Linked DNA regions of Mus musculus: region 1 is linked to region 2. Evidence: chromatin contacts called from public HiChIP or PLAC-seq data. All regions are on one chromosome and are shown on one strand. The core of a region is the stretch at or near the end of the contact, and the rest is flanking DNA. Distances in the headings are between cores, read along the strand shown.

Evidence for each region. HiChIP or PLAC-seq counts read pairs in DNA pulled down with a chosen protein or histone mark.
Region 1: a contact with region 2 is called in an H3K4me3 HiChIP or PLAC-seq map of stem cell-derived neural progenitor cells, with 2.9 times the contacts expected there. The contact joins the promoter of Lrrc9 here to the enhancer-like site in region 2. A contact is called at or near these places in 4 of 39 promoter capture datasets (the 3T3-L1 cell line, the HPC-7 cell line, pre-B cells and 1 more), 3 of 115 datasets of contacts at active chromatin or transcription factors (embryonic stem cells, forebrain and stem cell-derived neural progenitor cells) and 1 of 9 other capture datasets (embryonic stem cells).

What each region holds. Positions count from the first base shown.
Region 1 is chr12:72,439,228-72,445,402 of GRCm38.p6, forward strand. Lrrc9 (leucine rich repeat containing 9) reads left to right here and starts at 2,639. Exons shown (of 32, transcript NM_001142728.1): 1 at 2,639-2,941.
Region 2 is chr12:72,262,159-72,268,258 of GRCm38.p6, forward strand. All of the region lies in intron 3 of Rtn1 (reticulon 1), which reads right to left. It overlaps Gm52013 (a long non-coding RNA gene), which reads left to right. Exons shown (of 3, transcript XR_003950281.1): 3 at 4,567-6,100. Among named protein-coding and RNA genes, the nearest start is that of Gm52013, 5.2 kb to the left of the region's middle. Within about 2 kb of position 3,338, at least 44 of the 459 cell types and tissues checked have an H3K27ac peak or open chromatin away from gene starts, as enhancers often do. A contact at or near this core is called in forebrain and stem cell-derived neural progenitor cells, where this site is marked.

The sequences.
Region 1 (6,175 bases), core at 1,389-3,888, 180 kb after region 2:
TGCTGCCAAAGTCAATGAGCTTTTCCTAGAGAAAAAGAGCACTCTTCCCGTCATGGGTGGGTATGAGTCTCCAGTCTGCTTTCTTATACAATCCATAAGGGGGAACTGCCCACAATGCCCTGGGCCCTCCCACATCAATCGTTCATAAGAAGATGCTCAATAGAAAAACTGCTTGCTGTGCAAATGTGAGGACTGGACTTCAAGGCTCAGAACCCAAATAAAAACTTGGTTAGGTCGTGAGTGCTTGCCTGTAATCCCAGCTGGGGAGGGAGGAAAGAGTAGATGTCTGAACCCCACTGGTCAGACAGACAGGCAGACAGACAGACAGACTACCGTAATAGCAGGAGCACTGGCTTCAGCGAGACCCTGTCTCAGGAAACAAGATGGAAGGCTCCTGAAGAATCGTTAGAGTTGGCCTCATCGTATGCGAGCTCTCACATAATCTGTTTTTATATAAAAAGTACAGAGTGCATATTAACACTACCTCTTGCAGGGGAAATCACAACAGATTCGTATACTTCAAAACTAAATAGTGTATTCTGATAACCTCTGTACTCCCATCCCCGAACACTGCATTCTTCCTGTTCTGGTTTGTTTCTAATACTATGATAAGGATCATGACCAAAAAGCAATTTAGATAGCAAAGGGTTTATTTCATCTTATGACTCGATCAGCAAAGAAGAGTCAGGCTGGAAAATCAGAAAAAAAAAAAGGGGGGGGGGTGGAGGGAACCTGTGGGCAGGGCAGGGGCTGAAGCAGATCCATGGAGAAACTCTGTCTACTGGCTCCCTCTCCCTCCATGGCTTTCTGTCTTCTTATACAATCCAGAAACACCTGCCCAAAGGTGGAATTACCGACAGTGGCCTGGGTCCTCCCACATCAATTGTTAATAAGAAGATGCAATACAGGCTTGCCTTCAGGCCAATCTGATGGAGGCATTTGCTCAATTAAGGTTTGGATCAAATCGACAAAACAAGCAAACAAAAAAGATGATTCAAACAAAAAACTAAACCAGCAAACCCCAAAGTGAGAATTTTAATCTAACTGATCTATGATGGAAATTTCTTTAAAGTTTACAAATTGAAACTATCCTCCTATTTAATCTTTATATTCTAAACAAAGGCTTCTTCAAGCATAGGTTATCTTGTTCAACTAGATTTTCAGCGAGATAGTAAAAATAAAACCGGAATCAGATTTCAAACAGACAGACAAAACAAAAAAACAAGCAAGCCAAAAACAAACAAACAAACAAAAAACAAACAAACCTGGCATCGCTTTTACCATAAGCCACAAATAGTTTAATCGGCTTACTTTTGATCTGTTGCTGACAGGAAGGAACAGTGTTCAGTGAAATGAAAATAGAGAGGGAGAATTAATTCACTTCTTCAGTGAATGTGTTTACAGACAGCAAACTCATCGGATGCATCCAACTCTTAAGTTATTAAATAGAAATATTTAGCCGGGCGTGGTGACACATGCTTTTAATCCCAGCACTTGGGAGGCAGAGACAGGCGAATTTCTGAGTTCGAGGCCAGCTTGGTCTACAAAGTGAGTTCCAGGACAGCCAGGGCTACACAGAGAAACTCAAAAAAACAAACAAACAAACAAACAAAAATATAAACAAAAAATAAGAAAGAAAGAAAAACGAAATATTTATAATGTTTAGATTTTCTTGAGAAAGCAATTGAAAGCTAGGCTGAGTGAAGCAGCAGATGCTAGTTTGCAAGAGGACCCGAAGGTCATAAATACTAACACATCCCCACTGAATTATAAAAATGAGTGCAGTGCTGTCAAGAGTTTTGTCAATTTGATACAAAACTAGACACAACGACAGAATCTCAACTGAGGAACTGCCCCTATCAGATTGTCCTGAGAGCATATCTTTTTTTTTTTTTTTTTTTTTTTGATTAATGACTGATAGGAGAGAGCCCAGCCCACTGTGGACAGTGCCTCTCCTGAGCAGGTCGTCCTGGCTTGTATAAGAGAGCCACCTGAACCCCATAGTATTTCTCCACTGCTCCTAGCTGGGCTGACTCCCCTGCTGAAGGACTGTGATCTGATCATATAAAGCCAAATAAACCCTCATCTCAAGTTGCGTCCGGTCATGGTGTTTATTTCTTGCAATAGACAGCAAACAACGACATGCCCGGTCCAAAATAACCTAATGCAAGCCTCCCAAGCAATTATAAATTGTCCTGGTAGCCAGATTTTCAACGTAACAAACAAAACATAACCTTATTTAACTCAGTGCACCCCAAAATAGTTTAACATGTGATCGATACAAAAATCATTAACAAAGTCGTTTCCATTGCATCTCTGCATACCAAGCGTTTAAGTTTTGGTCTATTTTCCTATATACGTCAGTTCAGACTACCGCTTTTAAAGGGCACATACGCGGCTGTGGCTAGTGGCTAACTCTAGTAGACGTTGTGGTTGATTTGGTTTGTTTTATAAGTTCATTGCTTTCTCAGCCAGTCTCCCCCTGTCCTCTTAACTTGTATTCTATCTTGTAAATTATTGCCTCCTGAGAATTTTGGCAAATTAAGACACTCGAAAGCCTGCCTGAGAACTCCTAAAAGACCAGTGGGGGTCGATTGCTTGGAGACGTTCCTGGGCGCGCGGTCTGGCGCTTGCCCTTGGGGGCTCACCGGGCTCTTGGTGGCCTCAGCTGCGCAGCAGCTGGGACCGAGGCCATCAGCGGCGGAAGGGGAACCGTCTTATGACCTCACTGCTCCACGCCATGCTGGGGATCAAGACCAGTTAGTACTGCTGACTTCGAGGCTCCAGGTGTCAAAAACTTTAACTGTGAAAATGCCAGGACCAGGTCCCCACCGCCTAGCCCACAAACTGTCACTGTCCTCGGAAGGAAACAAAGTGAACACCCAAGACTAAGAACTAGGCAGCGACCGGCTGCCACCGCTCCGCGGGAGTCTTAACAAAGGTGGGAGGGGAGGTCTTCCGGAAGGGGGCGGGGGAGGGTCTTCCCTGCTTAAGTTAATTGGTTGTAGTTTGCTACCACGTGATGCAGGCAAGGATGGGCGGCTGATTTCCCCGTCCTCGCCATCCCCTTCCTGACCCAGAGGTCAAGGGAGGCGGAGAGAGGGTTTCCTAGACAACCGCAGTGGGCGGTCAGTACACAGCAGGCCCGGGGCTGGTGTCAGCTGCAGGAAGGGATTTGGGAGGTCGGAGTGCACTCTGACCTGCCTAGGACAGCCCTGGAATCCATCCTCTCTCTGGAATAAGGTACTGAGTATCGGTCTTCTGGTTGCCTCTAGGTGTCCCTCCCCTGTAGGAAGGACTAGGGAGTCACATGGAGGAAATCTCCCAGCAGCACACAGGTCAGGGGACCTATGTGATGGTGCAGTGGGGGTTATAGTAATATTGTGATGGTAGTTATAATAATAAAAAATAATAGTGATACTTCAGAGAAGGATCCTAGGAAAAAGGAAAAAATGATGTGCCCTAGGCTCGGGCAACTACTGGACTGAAAGACTCAAGGGATACTGATCATCTAGAAATAGGAGGGCCTTTATGTGAACCACCAGGGAGAACTGTTGGGTTCTGGCTCCTTTATACTCAAGGGAGAAAACAGTTGGACCACCTAGGGCTTCTGTTGGGCAGAAAGGTGATAGTTTCTTAGATTAAATGCTCACTCAGCTTTGCTGGCAGACAGTTCTTTACGGACCAGTTAGTACTGTGTTACAAATTGCCATGCAGAACAGTGTTTACAGTCATGTTGGGTAGGATGTGTGTGGTATGACAGTTCATTGGAACCATTTGATAAGTTATGTCGTGTCAGCCGTAGTTCCTGTCCTCGGTGAACATGTTAGGAGGAAGGACCTGCAAGTATCACAATACAATGTGACAGACAGTAGCCATGCAGAGGACATGTGCTAACCTTACCCAGTCACATGAAAGAGAATGTTTACAATAAGACCAAAGAGGATGCAAGTCTTCGAAGAAGACTCAAGGCACTCTTTAAGGATATATGGAGTATAGAGTCAAGGACAGAAGATATTTCAAGGAGAGGAAGAAGTATGTGCTGAAGTACAGCCATGCTAGCTATCATAGGACTAGAGTTGTAGCCGGTACTGGAATGTTGAGTGGCTGTTTTGGTTGACCAGGGGCTTAAGAGATTGGCATGAGTCTGAAAATGGTGATTATAAACAATTTCCAAGAGGAGTAGCATAAACAAATATACCCCCGCAAGAGTCTAGCTGCTCCCATGGATTAGAGAATGGGGTAGGTAGTGAGACAAGAGGGGCCACGATGGCAGAGAGTGGAGAGGAAGCATAAGAATTGTGTGTGTGTGTGTGTGTGTGTGTGTGTGTGTGTGTGTGTGTGTGTGTTGGGATGGAGAAGGGATGGGTGGTGGTGTCCTTTAGCACAAGAAGGCATTCATTAAGGGGAAACAACATTGGTTGGAAATACGAGCTCAGCTTGGGACAGGCATACTGTATTTGAGATGCCTGTGACATGTTCACGTGGGCTTTTGAGTTTATTGCATAGGAAAGAGGACACGAAAGATGAGTGGCTTTTACAAAGAAGGAAGCTGTTAGTGCAAAATAACAAGTAGAGGACTAGGGAGACAGTTTAGACGGTGAAGCGCTTTCCTTGCAAGCAAGAGGACCTGCGTTCCATCCCAGAACCCATGTAAATAAAACATGGCGTGTAATCCCCGTGCTTGGGAGGCAAGCCAATTCCTGGAGCTCCTTGGTCAGCGAAGCTAGCCCACCAGGTGAGTTCCCATCAAGATGAGAGACACCGTCTCAAAAGGAAATCGAGGTGGATGGCACCTGTGGGATGGCCCCTGAGATTATCCTCTGACCTCCACACTTAGATTCACACAGCAGCGTTTATTCTTGCATGTGCATACACAGAGTGGGAGGGAAGGAGAGGGAGGGGTAGGGGATAGAGAGAAACCAAGGAGAAAACTTGAGAATAATCAGTATCGCTCAATGCTATCAGCATTGCTCAAAGTCACATCAAGGTCAAGTTGAGGCGGAAACGGGTCCACTGTCTTTGGCAATCTGGAGTTATTGACTGTTGTTGGACTTATTTAACCAGAAGTAGACGCTGTGATGGCTTGAAGGGTTTTCTTTCACATTACACTGGGTTGAGGACTGCATGGAGTAAATTATTGTTGCTGATGATTGTCTAGAAAGTTCTTTGTGAAAGTGTGAAACGTAGCTATTCAGGGTTTTTTTTTTTTTAATGCAATATAGAAAGGACTTTTCTAAATAGGGAAACCTGTGCTTACACACAGAGGAAAGGAGACCCTATGGGAAGAAAGATGGACTGGCAGAGCAGTCTCTAACAGAGGTAGACACGGTGGACCCGTGCACAGAAAAGCTGATTCATTTCAGTCAAAACGAAGTCTTTATTTATTCATTGTATGTGATACGTGTGCACATGTGTGTGGGGGCATGCTCACTCAAGGATGTATGGATATATATAAGAGACTGCTAATATGGAGTGTCTTCCTCAATTCCTCTCTTACCAATTCAGCCAAATTGCTGGACCCGGCAAGCCTTCCCCATCTTGCACACCCAAACCCAACAACTCCTTGAGCTCTTTCTGTCTCCACTCGCAGGCCTGGATTGCAGGTGTCCAGCGTTTCCATGGGTGCTGCGAACCTAAACTGAAATCCTCACTCTTGCACAGCAAACACAAGCAAGCACTTCATCCATTAAGCCAACTCCCTCAGCCCCCAAATGAACATTTCTACTGAGCCAAAAGTCCTAAGGGGGTGGGGCGGGCGATGTGTGTTTAAGGAGAAAGGAAATTGAAGGGAGTATATCCTAAGACAGCCCTGTTACCTGTGAAGGTGAGGACAGGACAATCTGACAAGAGATGGCGGAGGAGGCAGGGAGGGATGATAAGGGAGAGGGGAGAAATGAGGGCGGAAGGGGGCAGGCTTGAGAACGGTGGTGCATGTTAGGATAATCTCATGGATCCCAGGATTTTCATCTTCCAGCCTCTTCTCATAGGAAAGGGAGCAGAGGAGACACAGAAACGCTTGCCTCTGTAGCTGGGGAATAGCTTCTTACAGCTCAGATGTCGTTGTGCAAATTTGGGGGTTTCCATTGGATTCTTCTTTGTCCGTTAACTTCTGAGCTAGAATAAGGTTATTTTGCCTAAATGGGTCATTGATGTTGACAGAGTATCGTGAAGT
Region 2 (6,100 bases), core at 2,088-4,587:
TGCAGCACTAAGCTCAGGTTGGGTGGTGCTGGAGAACAATTCTAGAACTTCATGAACCTTGGGTGAACACTCTACCAACTGAGCTACATCCCCAGACTAATATGAGAGATCATTAATCACAAAACAAAGCTAAGAGCCAAACAGAAACCCTACCTTAGGGAGGGAGACAGTAGAAGGCTGTTATTAGTTATCATGGAGAATGACAGTTGATTATCGAAAACTAAATCAGGTAGTAACTCCAATTGCAGCTGCTGTACCAGATGTAGTTTCGTTACTTGAGCAAATTAACACATCTCCGGGCACCTGGTATACGGCTATTGATCTGGCAAATGCCTTCTTCTCAGTACCTGTCCATAAGGACCACCAGAAGCAATTTGCTTTCAGTTGGCAAGGCCAACAGTATACCTTTACAGTTTTGCCTCAAGGATATATTAACTCTCCTGCCCTATGTCATAATTTAGTTAGAAGGGATCTTGATCGTTTGGATCTTCCACAAAATATCACATTGGTGCACTATATTGATGACATTATGCTGATTGGACCAAGTGAGCAGGAAGTAGCAACCACTTTGGACTCATTGGTAACACATATGCGTATCAGAGGATGGGAAATAAATCCAACCAAAATTCAAGGACCATCTACCTCAGTGAAATTCTTAGGAGTCCAGTGGTGTGGGGCATGCAGAGATATTCCTTCTAAGGTGAAAGATAAGTTATTGCACCTGGCCCCTCCTACAACCAAGAAAGAAGCACAACGTTTAGTGGGCCTATTTGGATTCTGGAGACAACACATCCCTCACTTGGGTGTGTTACTTAGGCCTATTTACCAAGATATAGTTATTTTGGCCAAGGAAGCTGTGGCCCTGGGTTCTACAGGAAATTGGGGTGGGAAGGAGAAATGTACCTGTCTTTCTCTTGAGTCAGCTAAACACCTAAGCTCATCTAAGCTCCCAGCTTCAGGAGGTTACTGAATCAGAAAGCATGACCGCATTTGAGAACAAGGGAACAATGACCAACTATCCCACTCAGGAAATGTAGAAGCATTGGTTTTAGTTTTTGCTTGGAAATTTCCTAGCAAAACATAACAGCCCATTTCTGTCTCTTGGTGTTCAGTGTCCCTTAAAATAGTATTTCTTACAAAAATAACACTTTTTCCCCACTCCAAGTCTTGGCGTCTAAATGCTATTCTAAGCATTTTAGAGGGATAAATTAGTCAATGCTATTTACAACAATGACTGCCATGCTGTGGGCTGAGATAGCTTCCCTCGGATTGCCAAGAAGAGAACAAGGCTGCCATACAAATGCTGGAAAGCAAGCTGAGGGGTAAGTCCAGCTTGAGGAAGATGTGGAAGACGGCCAGTGCCTAGTGGCGGAGGGGTCTTTTCTCTGAAGTTTTATCTAAAGACTACATGCTACTGATAAAGCCTCTAGGTACAATTATTTTAGCTACTCCTTCCTGACCTTCCAATAGCAAACAGAAAGCCCAAACTTACCCTTGCTTCGAGAGCTTGGGGCTGGTCTTTGTTCATTGTACGTCTTAGTTCTACAGTGTGAGAAATGAACGTGGGTTTACACGCCTGGATCGCTGCAGATAACACACACTGGCTCAGACAGAGATAACGCACTCAAGGGCAGACTTCTATAAGCTCTAGCACTTTCTGTCCCCTCCCTTGTAAATGCTGAAGGCTTGTTGCTTTTCCCATGCTGAGGCCTCAGAGCTAAGGCTCTGTGCTGGGCAACCAGGCACAGCGACAGGAATCTCACTGTCTGCACAGAGGCAGGAATCTCTCTGTCTCCACTGTGTTTGTGATGCCAGCTATGTGAAAGGCTAGGGTGGTGCTACTTCAGTTTCTTAGCCTTCAGCTCAACAATTTCAAAAGCATCAGAGGACCTTAGTAAAATAACTGGATGCTGGATGGCTTACAAACTCAGAAGTGGGCGCTAGAAACATGCCACTCACAAGTTCCTGGGTCCTCCTTTGCATGTGTAACTTTAAAGCTCACAGACAGAGGTACAAGGATTATGTATACAAATCTATCTCAGTCTTTGAGTTCAACGGCGAATTCTAAGAATTGGTAGAGGGCATCTGATTCACGCTGTCTGAATCATGGAGTTTGAAAAGAGAGAGAGATCAGATTGCAAGGCAGAACAGTATTTAGAAAAGATGGAGCGGAAAGAAAACGCCAACAGGAGCTGTGACTTGATGTTTTATGGGAAGCATTTGTGGTTTAGTGAAATTGTAGAGTGGCTTCAGTGCTTTTGGGAGAAGTGTGCTGAGTTCTCCAGGCGAGCATGGAGAGTGTTGGAGCCCTCTCTGTCATGGCTGTCCATCACTGAGAGCCACAGATGAAAACCCAAGGACTTCTGAATCGGGCTTTAGCTTTGCTATTGTGAATGTTTAGAAATGTTGGAAATATGGTAACCAATGGTTACCATATAAACCAGCCCAGCCCCTAAGATTGTGAGGTGTCAATCTCTGTTCTGTACCTCCCGTTTCTCTACTGTAAAAGGCTATGCTTGTGCAGCACCAGGCATAGGTAACTTTCAGGCTTAAACGGAAAACACAGGGCACAGGGTAAGCACTAACATGGTCAGAATTAACCTTGGTCTGACTAATGAAACATGAACTGCGTCATTGAAGTCAATCTGGGGTTTGCCTCCGGACTCAAATTATTCACACTGTAATTGTTATCGATTGCCAAAGGCATCTGAAAGTTCCCAGGTACCCTGAAAATGATACAGTTTTCTGTAGATTCCACACGAAGATTTGATTGAATATTGTAACCTTTTCTTATTTTTGTTTTAGATGTATTAGGTTTGCTCGTTTGTTGCACGTGTGTAACGTGAAAGGATAGATGGAATAGATAGGCAGGCAGGCAGGCAGGCAGATGGATGGAAGGAAGGAAGGAAGGAAGGAAGGAAGGAAGGAAGGAAGGAAGGAAGGAAGGAAGGAGAGGAATAAAGACAGCTTGAGCTGGAGGGCTGGCGAGATGGGTCATAAGACAAAGGCAATTGCTGTCAAGACTGACAACCTGAATTCAGTCCCTGGAACTCACATGGTAAAAGCAGAAAAAAATGACTCTTACAAGCTACAGGCTGTCTTCTGACTTCTGTGGGAATATTGCAGCATATGCATGCAAGTACTTTCATCCCAATAAGCAAACAAATATTTAAAACAAGCCCTAGACCCACAGTCTAAAACAAGGCTTACACATTGTACAGTATCTACAGTGAAGCTAAAATGCAATTCTCCCCCAACTGCTGCATACCCAGAATCCTCTGGGATGCATCTGACAAAGCATGGCTGTCTCCATGGTACCTGTCACCATGGCAGCTGAGAGCACTCCTGATGGAACAACCAAGTCCCTAAGAAAGCCCTTGGCTATGGCTCCTAGCAGCTTTGCTCTTGGATACATGGAACATTTTCTGTTGTTTCTGTTTTGAAGTAGTCAGAAAAATCTTCCAAAGTAGATAACTGCTGCTAAATATGCTTAATTAATATTGTGCAATATTCAAAATAACAAAATCCCTTTCAATACCAATTAGAGATGTATATGTCTCTCTCTTTCCCTCTCCCTCCTCTCTCTCTCTCTCTCTTTCTCTCTCTCTCTCTCTCTCTCTCTCTCTCTCTCCACATGTGTTCACACTCAAGCACACCCACAGGCCCTCCAGTCCTCCTTTGAATATGTAACAGAGGCACAAGTCCTATGTATCTAAATCTTCCTCAGTCCTTGAGTTCAATGGTGAATTCTAAGAAGCATCTGATCCATGTTGGCTCCCTGAGTTTGGGAAGGGAGAGATTGGATCGCAAGGATAATATATGCATGCATGGAGTGGATGTGTAAGTGTAGGAGCATGCATGCCACTGTGTGTATATGGAGGTGTGAGTGCAGGAGTGTGCATGCCACTGTGTGCATATGGAGGTGTGAGTGCAGGAGTGTGCATGCCATTGCATGTATACGGAGGTGAAAGACAATTTTGTAAAGTCATTTCTCTCCTTCCACCTTAATGCGAGCTCTAGGGATCAAGTTTATGTGGCCAGACTTGCATACAAGCCCTTGCAGCAGCTCAGTCATCTGACCAGCTCTCTTGCTCTCAGAAGAGCAATTCCAAAGTAACTCATGTGAATCCTGTATTAAGGATGTGTCAGTAAAGTTTGTATATGGACAGAGACAGAAGTCACCATGTTACTCTATAAAGAGTGGCTTTATAGGAAGGCCACTCTTACACTAACTTAAAATAATCAATATACTCACACGATACAGGGTTTATAAATATGTTTCATATTTAATGTTAAAAGTAATGAAGTGGGAATTTCTGGTTTCTTTGGAGACTCAACAGAGTCATGTGCTGTTTTTCTGGAGATTGTCTTATGGGAAGATATTTTGCTGAGAACAGACACGTGGTGTTTTAAAGGAAGCTGCCTGGAAAAGGGGTATGTGATGTTTTGCTTAGAGCAGACTCTAGAGAGGACACGTGATGTTTGGAAAGGGTATAAATATAACCCAACAGACAGTGGACAATGCTGTGGCATTGATTTGCCTTGCTTTCTTTGATGATTTTGTAGAGAGAAATGCACCAAAGAACTTCTCATGATATTCCACTGGCTTCTGGCCACTGCTGTGGACTTGGGGAGGTTGGCGTCGGATGGCTTCTTCAGAATTGACCTGCTGCTGCTGATTCGTGAATGGTGTTTGCGAGTGGATTGAGCTTCCACTGCTGACTCATGGGAACTGAGCTGCTGACATCCTGACAACAAAGATTGGAATGGCCCCAAAGAGCTGTTACAAGCAGGTCCACATCCTCCTTTGCCCTATTAACCTTTCCTTTCCACTCCCTCTGGTGGGTGGTGGACTACAGGGAGGTTAAAACATCTAGGAAACCTTATTAAAGCAGGTTGTGAAAAATCTAAGCCTACGCAGAAGCAGACTGAAGGAAAATTGTGGAAATGCTGGTGATGGCTACCCCAGGTGACTGCATTGTAGATGACAATTCTATCTATTTTTGTATTTATAGTATCTGTATTTAATGCTATCCTTTTTTATTTTCTCTGCCTCTCTTTTTATCCTCAGCATCCATAACTATGGTAACAGTGGTAATCTCTATACCTCTGCCTATAATTTAGACCATTATATGCACACAGTAACCACAGCAAACCTTAGAACACTTTTTAAAGCTAGACCTGTGAGTATTCTCTAACAAGAGATCAAGTACTTAGTATTTCCGTTTTTCCTTTCTTCTTTTGCTGTTTTGTTTTTTGACACAGGGTTGTATGTAACTGAGGCAGGCTTTGGACTCCTTGTTCTGGGTCTTTCTCTCAAGTGCTCGGATTTCAGGCACATATCGCAGTGCCTGGCCCTCATGGTTTCTTACGTGATTTTTGTTTCCTTTATAGTTTGCTGTCCCTCAAGATTTAGGAATTTGATTTGCATGAGAGAGGAACATAATAGTTTGTTTCTGTGGAACAATGTTTTCCTAGAACCCAAAAGTCAGAAGTCCTTAAAACATATATGTTTCATACTTGGTGCTGAAAATACAGTTGGGGTTGAACAGGGCTCGGTGGGTAAGTGCACTGGCTGCTCTTGCAGAGGACCCAGGTTCCAGCACTCACAACCATCTGCAACTCCAGTTCCAGGGATCCAGTGCCCTCTTCTGGCCCCTTTGAGTACTGCATGTGCATGCATGTGGTACACAGACATAAATGCAGGCAAAACTCTCATATGCATAAAATAACAAAATAAGAATGGACAAAAGTTCTGGAAATGTGCTGAGATGTGAGAAAGAAGAGTGGATACTGTCTCAGTTCCCCAAGGACCCCGTAGTTAAAGTCTGCAGTCCCCCTGTACCTTTTACCTAACAGAATCAGTCCTTATGGGGTTTCGTTATCAGCATTTAAGGGTACAGGCAATGGGGGGGGGGGGAGGAGTAGGACAATGAGGCCTTGGTTCCAAGACTGGTAGAGCTTGTTTCTGTAGAAGATACAGAAAATCAAGTGACTCAAAATACTCAGGAGATACACTGGTTGAAATATAAGCGGGCCAGTTTGAGCCCACATCTCCCGGCATCTCTCAGTTTACACTGTGATGTCCTCCAAGCTTAGC